Linked DNA regions of Mus musculus: all the other regions are linked to region 3. Evidence: chromatin contacts called from public HiChIP or PLAC-seq and promoter capture Hi-C data. All regions are on one chromosome and are shown on one strand. Each heading gives the region's core, a stretch centred on a gene start, on an enhancer-like site or on the middle of the called end of the contact. The rest is flanking DNA. Distances are from core to core; before and after follow the strand shown. Region 1 overlaps Gm45938 (a long non-coding RNA gene). Region 2 overlaps Fcho2 (FCH domain only 2). Region 3 holds the start of Tnpo1 (transportin 1).

What was found. Promoter capture Hi-C pulls out the DNA fragments that hold promoters and counts their contacts. HiChIP or PLAC-seq counts read pairs in DNA pulled down with a chosen protein or histone mark.
Region 1: a contact with region 3 is called in an H3K27ac HiChIP or PLAC-seq map of acute myeloid leukemia, with 5 times the contacts expected there. The contact joins the enhancer-like site here to the promoter of Tnpo1 in region 3. A contact is called at or near these places in 12 of 39 promoter capture datasets (the 3T3-L1 cell line, the C10 cell line, the HPC-7 cell line and 8 more), 25 of 484 Hi-C or Micro-C datasets (the BV-2 cell line, the C2C12 cell line, the G1E-ER4 cell line and 16 more), 29 of 115 datasets of contacts at active chromatin or transcription factors (the 230-238 cell line, DN3 thymocytes, the HPC-7 cell line and 21 more) and 4 of 9 other capture datasets (adipose tissue, embryonic stem cells, liver and 1 more).
Region 2: a promoter capture Hi-C map of fetal liver shows a contact between it and region 3, with 2.2 times the contacts expected there. The contact joins the enhancer-like site here to the promoter of Tnpo1 in region 3. A contact is called at or near these places in 4 of 39 promoter capture datasets (the HPC-7 cell line, fetal liver, neutrophils and 1 more), 2 of 484 Hi-C or Micro-C datasets (the G1E-ER4 cell line and the HPC-7 cell line) and 1 of 9 other capture datasets (adipose tissue).

What each region holds. Positions count from the first base shown.
Region 1 is chr13:99,121,454-99,126,502 of GRCm38.p6, reverse strand. It overlaps Gm45938 (a long non-coding RNA gene), which reads right to left. Exons shown (of 5, transcript XR_001781030.1): 5 at 4,045-4,664. Among named protein-coding and RNA genes, the nearest start is that of Gm45938, 13 kb to the right of the region's middle. Within about 2 kb of position 1,437, at least 85 of the 459 cell types and tissues checked have an H3K27ac peak or open chromatin away from gene starts, as enhancers often do. A contact at or near this core is called in the C2C12 cell line, acute myeloid leukemia, adipose tissue and 11 more, where this site is marked.
Region 2 is chr13:98,731,834-98,736,259 of GRCm38.p6, reverse strand. It overlaps Fcho2 (FCH domain only 2), which reads left to right. Exons shown (of 26, transcript NM_172591.3): 20 at 1,130-1,241; 21 at 3,587-3,742; 22 at 4,051-4,183. Among named protein-coding and RNA genes, the nearest start is that of Gm9465, 16 kb to the right of the region's middle. Within about 2 kb of position 2,794, at least 5 of the 459 cell types and tissues checked have an H3K27ac peak or open chromatin away from gene starts, as enhancers often do. A contact at or near this core is called in fetal liver, where this site is marked.
Region 3 is chr13:98,923,545-98,928,178 of GRCm38.p6, reverse strand. It overlaps Tnpo1 (transportin 1), which reads left to right and starts at 1,795. Exons shown (of 24, transcript NM_178716.3): 1 at 1,795-1,928. The coding sequence starts at 1,914. Gm52051 (translation initiation factor IF-2-like) reads right to left here and starts at 3,767. Exons shown (of 2, transcript XR_003950643.1): 1 at 773-3,767.

The DNA of each region.
Region 1 (5,049 bases), core at 188-2,687, 200 kb before region 3:
TGACAAAGCTGGAATGGAGCCCAGGTATTTTAATTCTAGTTCAATTTCTTGAGCATTTTGTTTTAGAGAATGATTGACACTAGATAGTCTGTGATAAGATCTACCTACAGAAGAACATGAGGATCAGTGTTTCGTTACACAGACTGGAATATGAAGTGGGCATTGATACCATCTATACACACTATGATCTGAAGCAATGCTAGTCAGTAACTAATTTTGGGGGGGGGGATTGGTTTATTTGTTCTGTAGATAGTATTCTGCCTGCATGTATGTCTGCAAACCAGAAGAGGGCACCAGATCTCATTACAGATGGTTATGGCCACCATGTGGTTACTGGTAATTGAACTCTGGAAGAACAGTCAGTGCTCTTAACCTCCGAGCCATCTCTCCAGCCCCCAGTAACTAAATTTTTAATTGCTCATCTTTGGTATGTGTGTATTTGTGAGTCATGTGGTTGCCAGTGTGTGCAGAGTCCAACTTTATCTTTCTAATATATTAAAGTTTGTTTTTTGTTTGTTGTTTTACAAGGCAGGGTTTCTCTGTGTAGCCATGGCTGTCCTGAAGCTCACTCTGTAGACCAGGCTAGCCTCGAGATCTGCCTCCCTCTACTGCCTGAACACTGGGATCATAGGCGTGTACCACCACTGCCCAGCTAAAATTTGATTTTTTTTCCCCTTCAGTATAATTATTTTATGTATATGAGTGAGTGTGTTCCTGCACCACATGTGTTTGGTGGCCACATGGGCAAACAAAACAGTATCAGATCCTTTGAAACTGGAACTACCAAGGTTATAAGCCACCATGTGATTTACAGATAACTGAACCTGGTCCTCTAGAAAGAGCAGCAACTACTCTTAACTGCCAGCCCACCTCTCTTGAGTTCACCCTTCAGTTTTTTATGACAGAGTCTCTCCCTGGAGCTCACTGAGTAGGGTAGGGTGGCTAGCCAGCAAGCCCTAGGTATCTGCTCGTCTCCTCCTCTCGCCAGTGCTGGGATTTTAAAAATCATGCAACCACACCCAGTTCTTTTATGTGAGTTCTGAGAGTTGAGTTCATGTCCTTGAACTTGCAAGACAAGCACTGGACTGCCCGAGCCCTCTCCCCAGCCTCGTGTTAGGCACTGTTGAAGTTTTAGACCTTTCCATATTTTCTCCATTACGCACCACACATTTCAGTGACAAATTATGGCATTTCTTCCTGGCCCAAGGTTCATAATGATCTTCAAAGGGAAGAAATGATATCATGTAACTGGAACATTCACTGAGGACGGGAGTCAGATGCACAGAGTCTCCTGAGATCTCCAGCTACGGACATTTGTGTGTGCAGCTGTTACATTCCACCCATTTCCTGTCCTCCTGCTCCCAGCCTGCTGAGCAATGCCAAAGGACATCTTGTCCCCAGGCCTGCTCATGCTCCTAGGGACCCAGCCGATCTCACTCAGCTAGCTCCTAGCATCCAGAGGTATTTGGGTCACTCCCTGCCAGACTCCTGCCAAAAGCCCTTCCACATTCCTCTCTCCTCTCCCTCTTCTCCACTTCTCCGCCCCCTGACCATATAAGATCATTCGGTGTGACCTAACAATGTGCCTCTTTACCCACCCACCTCAGACCATGTCTCAAAGGTGGAAATGCTCTTTTCTTTTCAAGGTCTTTTCTTTACACTTGAGACTCTCTCCTAGACACTCCTCCATCAGCCACCAGCACTTTGCTCCATTTCTGTTTTCCCCCCTCCTCTTTCCAGCTTCTCTTGCCCAGAAAAACACCGACTTTCCCTTAAACTTAGAAAAGACTCTTTTAGCCCATTCCTCAAGTTAAAGCCATCTCTGCCTTTTGTTTTATTTGAAGTTTGCTTGGTGAGGTATATTCCCCAAGTCTTTAATCTGTGCTTCTCTCAATTTGTTTCCAATGGTCTCCTAATATCACATGTGTAGAAAATTTAAATATTCAAAATTTGATCCACCATGGACAGAGAGGGCAGCTCTCAACAGTATCGGCCACTAATGCAGAGAGTCATGGCTGGTGAATGTGGTGAGAAAGGAACTTGAGTGCTCAGCCCTAGGAGAGACATCTTTGCTAACTAACCCTACCCCTGCTCCTCCAAGGCTCAGGAGACAGAGGAAGAGTAGGGAGAAAGTGAAAGTTTTTCTCTGCTGGTGAAATGAGCCAATTCAAACCAGATTGGAGAATATAAGGGGGAGCCCTTCATGGGGAGTGACTTCAGGGTCCCAAGAAATGAGGCCAGGAAAGTGGCCCAGGGTGAGGGAGACAGGGGTGGGGGATGGGGGTGGGAGGAGTGGCTGGGGAGGAGGGCAGACAGAAATCGAGAAAGGGCTTGCTCACAAGAGGGAGAGAAAATACAGAGAGAGAGGGGGAGGAGGGAAAGGAAGGAGGGGGAGGAAGAGAGTGGGAGTACTGAGGAACAGGGAGGGAGGGAGGGAGGGAGGGAGAGAGAGAGAGAGCACAAAATGCCTGGATTGTACCGGGAGGAGCTTATGGGGGAGGGGAAGCCCAGCCCCTGGGCTGTAAAATTCAGGGTAGAGGGCAGGGTATGCCAGCCATGCCCTGTATACATAGAGACTGAAGGATGCTGGGAGAACCTGGAGCTCTGGTCCTCTTTGGTGTGTAAAATATGCACCTCCACCACTTGTCCTGGATCTGAACTGCATCAGAAAGAACATAAGAACTGGAGGGTGGGGAGGAGCGACGTGAAACGTCTTCTGGATCCGAGATGGCGATTGTACTCACACCGTACTTAGGCAGATGTGGCTCCCTGCACAAGGTCAAGTCAGCCAGAGAATTCAGTCACAGATTAAGGCGGTGTTCTCTAGGCCCTACCCCTACTGAGGAGCTACTAGCAATTGATAAGCTACTGGGGAAGGAGAACCGGCTTTTTGAGGGCGTGGTCGCTGGTAGGTTTTCTATTCCCAGTGGATGGTCCCACATGCATGCACATATAGATGGTACTAATTGAATCCAGTGGGGAAGAGGAGGAAGAGGAGAAAACGGAGTTAGAAGAGGTAAGTATGGAGGGACATGGGAAATATAGAAAGAGACTGGCATGGATATGACCTATTTCGTGTGAGAAATGGTGTATACATGTGAGAAATTCTCAAGAGTTAAGAAAATTACATAATTATATAAGTGTAATTATTTAGAGGGCTCTAAATTCGACTCTGATATAAAGAATTTTGCTCATTACACTCAAAGCCCTAATGTTAGTTTTCGGTCTTTTCTCATATGCTGTACATATGTGTCTCAATACCCAAGTTAGACTGTGAGTTCCTTTGGAAAGCCATCTCAGCTTCCCTTCTGTACTGGCTAGTTCTGTGTCAACTTGACACAGCTGGGGTTATCACAGAGAAAGGAGCTTCAGTTGAGGAAATGCCTCCATGAGATCCAACTCTAAGGCATTTTCTCAATTAGTGATCAAGGGGGAAAGGCCCCTTGTGGGTGGGACCATCTCTGGGCTGGTAGTCTTGGGTTCTATAAGAGAGCAGGCTGAGCAAGCCAGGGGAGGCAAGCTAGTAAAGAACATCCCTCCATGGCCTCTGCATCGGCTCCTGCTTTCTGACCTGCTTGAGTTCCAGTCCTGACTTCCTTGGTGATGAACAGCAGTATGGAAGTGTAAGCCGAATAAACCCTTTCCTCCCCAACTTGCTTCTTGGTCATGATGTTTGTACAGGAATAGAAACCCTGACTAAGACACCTTCCTAGTTGTGCCCAAGTGGCTCTTGCCAAATCTTATAATAGTCAGCCTCTAGATGGCCCCATAACTCACCACCTACGTCATGACCCTGTGTTGACCCTTCCTATACTCGATAGGGTGGGTCGAAGCAACTGGTGGGCCAGTAAGAAAATGATTGTTGTGACCTTTGAAGCTAGGTTACAAAAGACAACTATAATTACAATTAATTACAGTTAAAATTTGGTCTTGCTATCTCTTGGATTGCTCTGGGGGAAGCTGACTTACAGGACAGCCCTATAACAGAGGCTTCCTAGCAATACCCAAGAGAACATCTTGGTACTGGGTCCTCCATCCCATCCAAACCTCCTGATGACTGCCATCTTCGTTCATATTTTGACTACAATAAGAGAAGATGAACAAGAAGCCCCAAGCTCAACTACTCTCAAATTCTTAACCCACATAAATGTGAGACACCAGCTTCTTGTCTTCAAATATTAAGTTGTTAGTACTTTATCATCCCACAGTAGATCGCTAATATAAATTTTGGTACTGAACATGCAACAGGACTGCCCTGACAAAATCCTCACATATTGAGATGGCTTTGGACCTGGGAAGTAAACAGAAGTATTAGAAGAAAACTATCAGAGAAGCCTGGGAATCCTGAAGGTCCAATAGGAGCTTGGTGGTCTTTAGGAGGCGGCAGGTCAAGTTTGAGGGAAATGATTGCAAACGCAGGGAACATGAGTCCTTCCCAGGAAGTGGCAGTGAGCTCTCTACAGTTCTGCAAAGTTCAAAGCACTCTAGTGAACTTGAAGGTCTGAGGACAACCTGTGGGGATAGGTTCTCTCCTTCCGCTGTGTAGGTTCTGGGGACCAAACCCAGTCTGTCAGGCTTGGTGACAAGCACCTTTGTCCACATAGCCATCTCACGGGTCCCCATGGATGTGTTGACTCCAGCTGAAGTGATCCCGAGTTCCTGTCCTTCAAGTCACATGAAACAATAAATGTTTATTTTATTTTAGGCTGTAAAGTTTCGGGACCCATCTTTTAATCCAGTAGTAGAAAACTAATACAGTATTTGATACGTATTTCTTAATGAAGTAAAGAAATAATGTCTCATAAAGGAACCAAATTCTCAATGTGGTCAATAATTAAGACCTCTAAAGCCCCCTCAAGTATATACATCCCTAGGCCCTTGACAGGAAGCAAAGTAGACTCTTAAAGCAATTGTATTCCCTCTTCCTGGGTGTGTCCTATGAGGATAAAGCAAGCCGAGCTGTTGGGATTCACCGCACTGTTGACCAGTGTGGACATGGGTACCAAATGTGCAAGGAGTGGCCATGGAAGACAAGCCAGGAATCCAGGA
Region 2 (4,426 bases), core at 1,545-4,044, 190 kb after region 3:
TGTGTGAAACCGTGAGCCAGTGTAAATAATTGTTCTAGAGTTGTGTCAGATGTTTGGCCACAGTGACCATAAAAATAGCTGAACATCAAATTAGTTCACAGGTTTGTTCAGTGTTTTATTATATTTTAAAATCACAGTCTTTATGTGATATAGTTCAAAAGGTGTTTTGACTGAATGAAAATTAAATTGGCTTTTAAAGTAATAATTTTTAGTGTCAGACATTTATTCAGGCATAGTACTATGGGATTGTAATATAAGATAAACACCTGCAATTTAGAAATTGAAAGTCTGAAATCCAAAAGTCTGTATGATGATAATTCTCAAAACAGTTTGGTTGGGGGGGACACATTTTCGATTTGAAGCTTTTAGGATAGGGATGATGGAGGTTGATGAAGATAATGCAAATACTATAAGATAGGAAACACTCCAAAATCTGACAGAGGTCTGACACCAAGCGGTCCAAACACAGACAATATTTAAGTTAGGGTATATAAGCATCAAAGAGGGATTTAGAAAGCATTGTAGTAACAAGTAGGGTATGAACTGTTATTATTTGGAGGAACATAACAGCAAAAATCTAACATGATGGCCTGAAGTGTCTGATTGGTAAACCTATTAAAAAATGATATTTGGGCTGGAGAGATGACTCAGTGGTTAAGAGCACTGACTGTTCTTCCAGAGGTGCTGAGTTCAAATCCCAGCAACCACATGGTGGCTCATAACCATCTGTAATGGGATCTGATGACCTCTTCTGGTGTGTCTGAAGACAGTGCACTCACACATTTTATATATATATATAAAAGAAATTGGTATTTGAAGGTTTTTGGAGGCTGCAGTAATTACGTTAGCTTTTCAAATCAATGGCCTTTACCTTTTGATATTTCTTAACCATCCTGTGTCTTAAAAGTCAGTTTTATAGCCTTCTGGACTTATGTGTGTGTGTTTCACATTATGTTCTAATTTGTTTCTTGGTGTCTTTCTTAACCTCTAGGTTTATACTTGTAGAATTACTGAAACCAGTAATAAGTTCTTTTGTGAAAACCTAACATGAATCTGTCCGGTATTTATGGTATGACTCTTAGTATTTGTATGTTAGAATGATTTAACAAATGAATTATATCTGTTCTAGGTGTATCACGGGGTCCCAGCCCGGTCAGCCTTGGAAACCAGGACACTTTACCTGTGGCAATCGCCCTTACAGAATCTGTCAACGCCTACTTTAAAGGAGCAGATCCTACCAAGTTAGTTTTAAATATACATCAGCACTTGTGTTAGGTGTGGGGCAGGAATTGGGGCTTAGTGGTAAATTTTAAATTATTCTTTGATATTTTTTTTTGTGTAGTTGGCTATATGTGTGTGTGTGCGTATGTGTGTGTGTGTGTGTGTGTGTGTGTGTGTGTGTGTGTGTATACACACATACATATACATATATATATATATATATATATATATATACACATATATATATATATACACACACACACACATATACATACAGACATTTCCTACACACATGTTTTAGCATCTTGCTTTTGAGAAAAGTTACATCTGCTTTAAGACTTTGCTTTTGTTTGATGTGTATATGCTCCCCTGAATACACGTATGTTACCCACAAAGGCTGGAAGAGGGCATTGGAGTCCCTGGAACTGGAATGAACTGCTTGATGTGGCTGCTAGGAGCTGGACTTGGGTCCACTATAAGAGCAGCAAGCACTCTTTATTTTCCAAGCTATTTCCAGCCTCCATTCCTACTGTCTCACTAAAGTATTCAGCATATATTCATTCACAAAGTACTTGAGCGCTCACTATGTGTAAGACCTTTTTTTTCTCCCTCCCTCCCTTCCTCGTTTCTTCCTTCCTTCGTTTGTTTTGGTTATTCACGAGACAGGGTCTTTCTGTGTGCCCCTGGCTGGCCTGGAAGTCAGAGATCCACTTGCCTCTGCCTTCCAACTGCTTGGTATTACAGGTGTGCACTATTACACTAGTAAGTCTCTTGATAAGTACTAAAGCTACTTCAGAAAACAGAGGTCTCCTGAGCTTGCATTATAGTAAAGAAAACATCGGAGAAGCAGATAGAGTATGCATTGATACATGTTACTAAGAGGGGCGTATGAAGGTGGAAAATTACAGTAGGGAAAAAAGCTTTTGGAGATTTTAAGCAGCTATTTGAAAAATACAGTGGAGCAAACCATTCACTCTTGGGAGAGGATCTTGGGTAAAGGCATGCTTGGAAAACTCAGGAGACGGTGAAGGGAGGTAGGTCACTGCATAGGAAAAGGTTGAGGATGCATCCAGAGAGGGCCCAGGCCAGATCGGCTGTTGTAGGTCATGGTAAGGAATTGGGAATTCAACTGTAGTAAGGCAACATGGCAAGTGGACACTCTTGAGTTGAGAGGTCATGAAGTTATTTGTGGTTTTGTAATATTCTGGCTGTTCTTTGGAGAATTAAACTCAAGAAAAATAAGATTAGCCGCAGAAACCCAGATAAGAGATGGTGGTGACTTGAATATTAGCAGGAAAAGTTATAAGTGGTTATGAAGATTTGTTGAGATTAGAATGTGGTTTGAAGTACTTGTTGAGTGCTATTAATGTGGACAAGTTGGTAGCTTCACACATGATTCTGGAGCTCACTGAGTAAGTGTAGACTTGAGGAGAAATAGAGGCCCTGAGGTTAGAGGCCCTGAGGTGGTAGAACCGTGAGTGACTAGACAGGGGCAGATTACCATATCACGCTCAGGGAGCAGATGGGAGAGGTGTGGCCATGTGGACGTTTCTCATTCACAGTCAGCTGTGCCAATGTGGGGAGGAAGCTAATTTAGCCAAGGCTGTTGAGCTAAGTCTTAGTGAAGGTGTAAGGAGAGTTATACAAAGGAGGGTGTCTAGTGAGGAACCTGGAGATTCACAGATGGTGTGTAAGGGTGTGATGTTTAAAAGGCTAATGGAAATGGGGTAGGATGGTGAGGAAGTAGGTTGATAATAGATTGGACGAGTTAGACAAATTAGGAATCTGAGTAGATGAGTGAGGATTGTGAAACTATGAAGGGACTGTGGCCTGGCTGAGTGAGCTCAAGGACAGAGCCACTGTAAGAAAGACACTGAAAAGCTAGGTGATGACGGACATTGAAAGGGTCATCTGGATGGATAGTTAGCTTTACAAAAAATTATGCTGGAATAGTGGTGCAAAGAGAGGGGCAGTGAGCCAGGGACCGCTGAGGATGGTCTGCGGGGGATCTAAACAGTACCTTATGAACATGAGTTTCAATGGAAGAAACGGAACAAGAGCAGCCATCACACCAAGCCCAGAGGGCTCAAGAGGAGAAACTATCTGCAAGGAGTTAGTGATGGTGTTACCAGTGGAGCACTCCCTACAGGTCTTCCAAGGATGGCTACCACACACAAAGAAGTATCCTATGTTTATAGTTTTCTAAGACTAATTTACCTTAGTTATAATAAAGGATTTAAATATATATGTGTGTGAGTATGCTTACATAGATACATGTATGTATACACACACCTTTATAGCCAAGCATACTTTTGAGAGATTAGAACGTCTTATCTAAGAACTTGCCAATGTCTTCCCTTGTCAGGTGTATTGTGAAGATCACGGGAGACGTGACAATATCATTTCCCAGTGGGATTATTAAAGTCTTCACCAGCAACCCCTCCCCAGCTGTGCTGTGCTTTAGGGTGAAGAACATCAGCAGGCTGGAGCAGATCCTTCCAAACTCCCAGCTTGTGTTCAGGTTAGTGTGCCGTGCTGCTAAGATTAGCATTGAAGGCTCTTCTTAAGAAGGTTTGCTCTGTGAAATAATGTGGACTTTGAGGACAATGCCAACGGTCTTTGTTACAGGAAAGCAGCTTTTTGCTAGCCTCTTGTTTCCTGTTAGTTCTGCTAGCTGTTTTTCAGGGAAACTGCTGTGCTCTGTTCTTCATCTTCTTAGTTCTCCCTCATCCCACCTTCGGGTTCATTTCTAATAATATTTCCCAGGTCACTGAGTAAATAAAGGAAAGAGAAAGATAAGTCAAATAACAATGTTTCTTACACTTGCAGTGATCCATCACAGTGTGATTCCAACACAAAAGATTTTTGGATGAACATGCAAGCTGTTACTATCTACCTCAAGAAGCTATCAGAACAAAATCCAGCTGCTTCTTATTATAATGTAGATGTATTAAAATACCAGGTGAGTGCCCTGTCAACGTGACAACCTTAAATTTACATAGAAACGAGTGGAATCTGGCAGAACACTAAAGGAATAAAATGTCAGAGCCAAACAAGGTCCATTCCAAGAGCGCAAGATTGTTTGAGAAATTGAGAATATGTTAATGACTTTCAGCCACGACCAAGTGTTTACCATGTATTTGTGACTAAACTACTGAGTAAATAGTAGTACATGAATTTAGCCTGGAAATTCCAGTATCATTGT
Region 3 (4,634 bases), core at 546-3,045:
CATCATGGGAATGCCTAGTGTCTGTGGAGGTCAGCAGGGCATTGGACCCCTGGAACTGGAATTATGAACGGTTATGAGCTACCTCATGGTTGGAGACTAAAACCCAGGTCCTCTGCAAAAACAAAGGCTGTTACCCTCTGAACCATTTTCCCAGCCCCTAATCTTATAGATTTTAATGCTATTTTATTTTTTAAATCTCCAGCAATGTAAGATTCAGTTACCACAATCACACAATCATCTGATTTTTACAAGTCTCTACTCTACAATGAAAGCTTTTAAGTATAAAATAAGACCTGTTTACATTTTTCCTTGCAGTAAATTTTTTTGCAGACTCACCAAACTGCTCTGGAGGAAGGTTTACATTAAATTGTTTTTCTTAGGACATATTCCTTCTTAGAAAATTCCTTTCCAAGAACACTACTCTATCTAACTTCTATTAAATCAACATTTAAAAATGTTTATTTTATTTGATAGAGACAAAGTTTCTCTGTGTAGGCCAGGCTGGCCTGGAACTCAGCAATCTGTCTGCCTCTGCCTCTGGAGTGATGGGACTAAAAGTGTGGGCTGCCATGCCTGGCCATATTTTAGTAATTTTAAATATTTTCCCTTTCAATTTTCAGCTTTCTGATGATAAAAACCATCTTTTAGTCTCAAACTTTGAGTTAAGCTAATTGTAACACTAAAAAGTATTACAAGTGAAGATTTTTAAGCTTCTTAATAAATAAGTTGTAAATATTTAGCATTTTTCAAGAATTAGGTACAATAATTTTACCTGTAAAGTGTATGGAGAGCAATCACTGCCTAAACAAGAAGTATGTAACACTAAGGCAGTTGAAAGCACTGATGTGAAGATAATTCTCGCTGGCCACTCACTCAGAAAAAAGGACCACCTTGCTGTGCATATTTAAAATACTCATACGTGGTAAGTTTGTGTAAAAATAACCAGGCAGGGAAGAACGATTCTTCCAAGACCGGGTTTCTCAGTATAGCCCTGGCTGGCCTTGAACTCAGAAGTCTGCCTGACTCTGCCTCCCAAGTGCTGGGATTAAAAGCGTGTGCTACCACTGGGAAGAACAATTCACCTCTCTTCATTACCATTATTGCAACTGGCTTGAAAAGTGCCTACCTCTCCCATTTTAAAACACTTTCAGCTTGAAGTTACAGTACCTCTCTGGTGGTGGCTGTATAAGGAGAGAGGAGAGCTTATTATCTCCAAGCTCAGGGAACTAGCTTTATAGTAGAAACATACCTAGAGATGTAAACCTAATTTTCTAAATCATTTCATTTGGTTTTATATGGTAGTTTCGTGCTACATCAGCACATTTCAGAAGCCCCTGTGTTATCAAGGGGGCCGCCGTCCGCCCACACCCTTCTGCCTTGTCCCAGGAAAGCTGTAACAGTTCGACTGTGGGACGAGCGGCCTGGTGGGTGTCGCCGGGCTCTGGGCTCGGCGGTCTCCCGGGGGGGACACGAGTGCACTCCGGGCACGCACGTCACCTGCCGCCGGAAGGGCCGTGCATCTGGGCGTTCACACTCAACGGGCTGGGCAGCGGAGGCCGCGACTGAGCCCCAGGCTGGCTTGTGGGGGCTGCAGTGGGCGCGAGGGGGTGTGAGGCGGGCACGGGGCCGAGGCGTCGACCCCGGGACCCCGCTTGGTGAAAACCGCTGGGGCGCGCCGCCCGCCCGCCCGCCTTCCCGACGCAGGCCAGCAGGCCCAGGCCGCAGTTTTCCCAGCCCCGTCGCCGTTGCCAAGGCGACCGCCGCCGAAGATTCCCGCGCCGGGCTCCGCCCCCCGGCCAATCGGACCGGCGCTCGCCGGAGCCCGGATTCTCTTTGTTCCGCAGCCATTTCAGGCCCCGGACGGGAGGCAGCGCCGCTTCGGCAGAAAGGCCCGAGCGCCGGAGGCCTCTGGGATGGTGTGGGACCGGGTAGGTTGGCGTGAGGGTGCGTGGCCAGGGCGGAGGCGGGTGGGAAGCGGCCCGAGCGAGCTCCGACCGGCCGCCGCGCCGAGGGGACCGCGCTCCGCTGTCCGCCCTCTCGGACGGGGCCTGGCCGTTTGGAGCCCGCCGGCGACGGCGCGGTTCTAAGCCCAACAGCTGCGGTCCCGGGCGCCCTGCGGGTCCCGGACAGGGCAGGCGGCGCCCCAGGAGCGGGAGGTCGGTCCTGGGGGTGGCGGGAGGCTGGCGGGCCGAGCCGCTGCGATGCCCGTCAGGCCGCACGGTGCGAGGGCCCGAGGTCGCCGGTCTTTGTCCCGGAGCCTCGCACACTCCGGTTTCTGCAGCCAGCTGATCCGTCTCCCCCGAGGGCCTGCTGGCCTCGCGACCTGTGAACATAATTTTAATGTTTGTAACTACGGGTTTTGCTTAGGTTTGTGGGTTTTGCACGTCTGCCTCTGTCTGCCCACGCCACGGGGAAGGGCCGCCGAGGAACAGACCCGCCACCACAATCAAACTGGCTTTAGAAAGGCTTTCTTCCTCTTAGAAATGATCTCGCGGGGCTTAATTTTTTTTAATCACGTGGGGTTTGCAGGGATTGTTTACAGTTTCACTTTGTTACGCCAGTCGCGAATCAGCTGTTAACTGTAGAAACGAAGTCAGAGGCTGTCCACTAGTTGGGGAGATTGTATTAAGAAGCTTAGTATGTCCTGTTCGAAAAACAGTGATGGCTTCAATGAGTACGTAAGCAATGCTTTTCCCCCCTAAAGAGAAGACGCTCCTTAAATGCAAAATATTCGGTGAAATCAGTATTTGGAACTGACCTGTCTGTCTGCAATGTGCACGCTCAGACGTGTTCATCTTTAGGATACCAAAAGTACCTGCTGGGTTTTGAGTTTCCCTATCGAAACTTTCACTTAAGTGTGGTAAGAAAGTGTGCTAATGAAGTAAGTGGATGGTTTGTAGTTGGTGAGAAGTGATCCTTGTTACTGTCCTGTAACCCTCCGTCCTGGTTCTAGAGAATGGCTGGTCTATGTGGAAATTTGCAAGTGCAAAGGAAAAATACTACTTTAGAGGTGGCCGATTTATTTTAAACTCCTTGACACTTGCCGTGTGTGGGTGAATAGTGGTTTGGCAATTCAGCTTTTACTTGAGTCCGTGTACACCTACTGCACTGTGAGTGGTTCGTCTTCCCTTTCTGAAGAGGGCCTCGGCCTTCCATTAGCCATGTGCTTTTCCATCCTGCCCTGGCCAGAAATTACTGAATTCCTCCCACTGAAAGACCTATAGAAAATATTTTTGTATTTCTCCCTCCATTCCTAAAAGCCTTTTTGCCATTATATAATAGCAACAGGATAGAATTTTATCTTAAAAAAAAAAAAAGATCCTAGCTGTGCCTTTTTGCCATTATATAATAGCAACAGGATAGAATTTTATCTTAAAAAAAAAAAAGATCCTAGCTGTGACTATTTCCAGTATCAATAATTGTTATAGTCATTGTTTTATGACTATTTTTTTTTACTTATGTTAAAGTGATTGTGTGCATTCAGTTTTCTTAAATTGTGTTGAAATGTGAACATGTGCTATATTTAGAGGAATTTCTTGTGTTTGTTAGCCATATTGGCAAGCTTTTTTTTTTGAAAAGAAATCAGGTTCTAAGGAAGCCAAGTCAAGTTCCACATGAAGTAAATGTAACCAGAATAAATGAAAGAGAGGAAGGTGACAGCATGCGGACTGCCTTTGGAGGCAGAGGCAGGCAGATCTCTGAGTTCCAGGACAGCCAGGGCTCCACTGAGAAACTCTGTCTCCAAAAACAAACAAACCAGGAAAGAAAGAAAAGAATGTGGTATAAGATGCCAAAGATTTGGCCCTCCCCACCCCCCCCAAATGCTTACGTGCAGAGATTGAGAGAGCTGAACTAGAGTGTAACTGGTGATTTCAGAATCACGGAGGACAGTGCACCTTCCAAAAGGAAACTTCTCACAAGATGAGGTCCTGCTTGGCTAGTGTTAGTAAGGCTCTAGCAGGTTAGAGGAGTGTATTCACTGTTGGACAGAGGTTTGTGAGAGTGGGTGGACTGTGGTTAGTCAGGTAGAGGTTAGGAAGGGAGGTTCTCAAAGCCTTTGTGTGGTTCTGACACATCTATCCTAGGCACTGTTCTTAGAAGGACTGTAGTTGGTGTGATGAGTAGAGTATTCGCTTTCAAGCATCTTCATGCACAAATGAAACAAGAAACGAGGATGGAGATTTGTCTTCAAAAAAAAAATTTTTTTTTTTTTTGAGACAGGGTTTCTCTGTAGTCTTGGCTGTCCTGGAACTCACTCCGTAGACCAGGCTGGCCTCGAACTCAGAAACCCACCTGCCTCTGCCTCCCAAGTGCTGAGATTAAAGGTGTGCGCCACCACACCCAGCTCACATCTTATTTCTAAAAGGCAGTCAGTGGCAGTGGAACTATTTGAATTTAGTACAGAAAGGAGACAGGTGGCTCTCAGTGTGAGGGGTTTGAATCATCGGTGTCCTTCTAATGGCTTAGGTTATGATACAAGGTAGGCTTGTCCTGCATGTGGATGGGCAATCTAAGCCAGGCCCTTTGTAATTGTCAGTGTAACGTGAAACAGGTTACATCATCTCGGTTGTGTTCTGAGAACTGAGTTCACTTAGGAAGCTCTCAGAACCAGGCCCACATGGAGTCGATGCTCC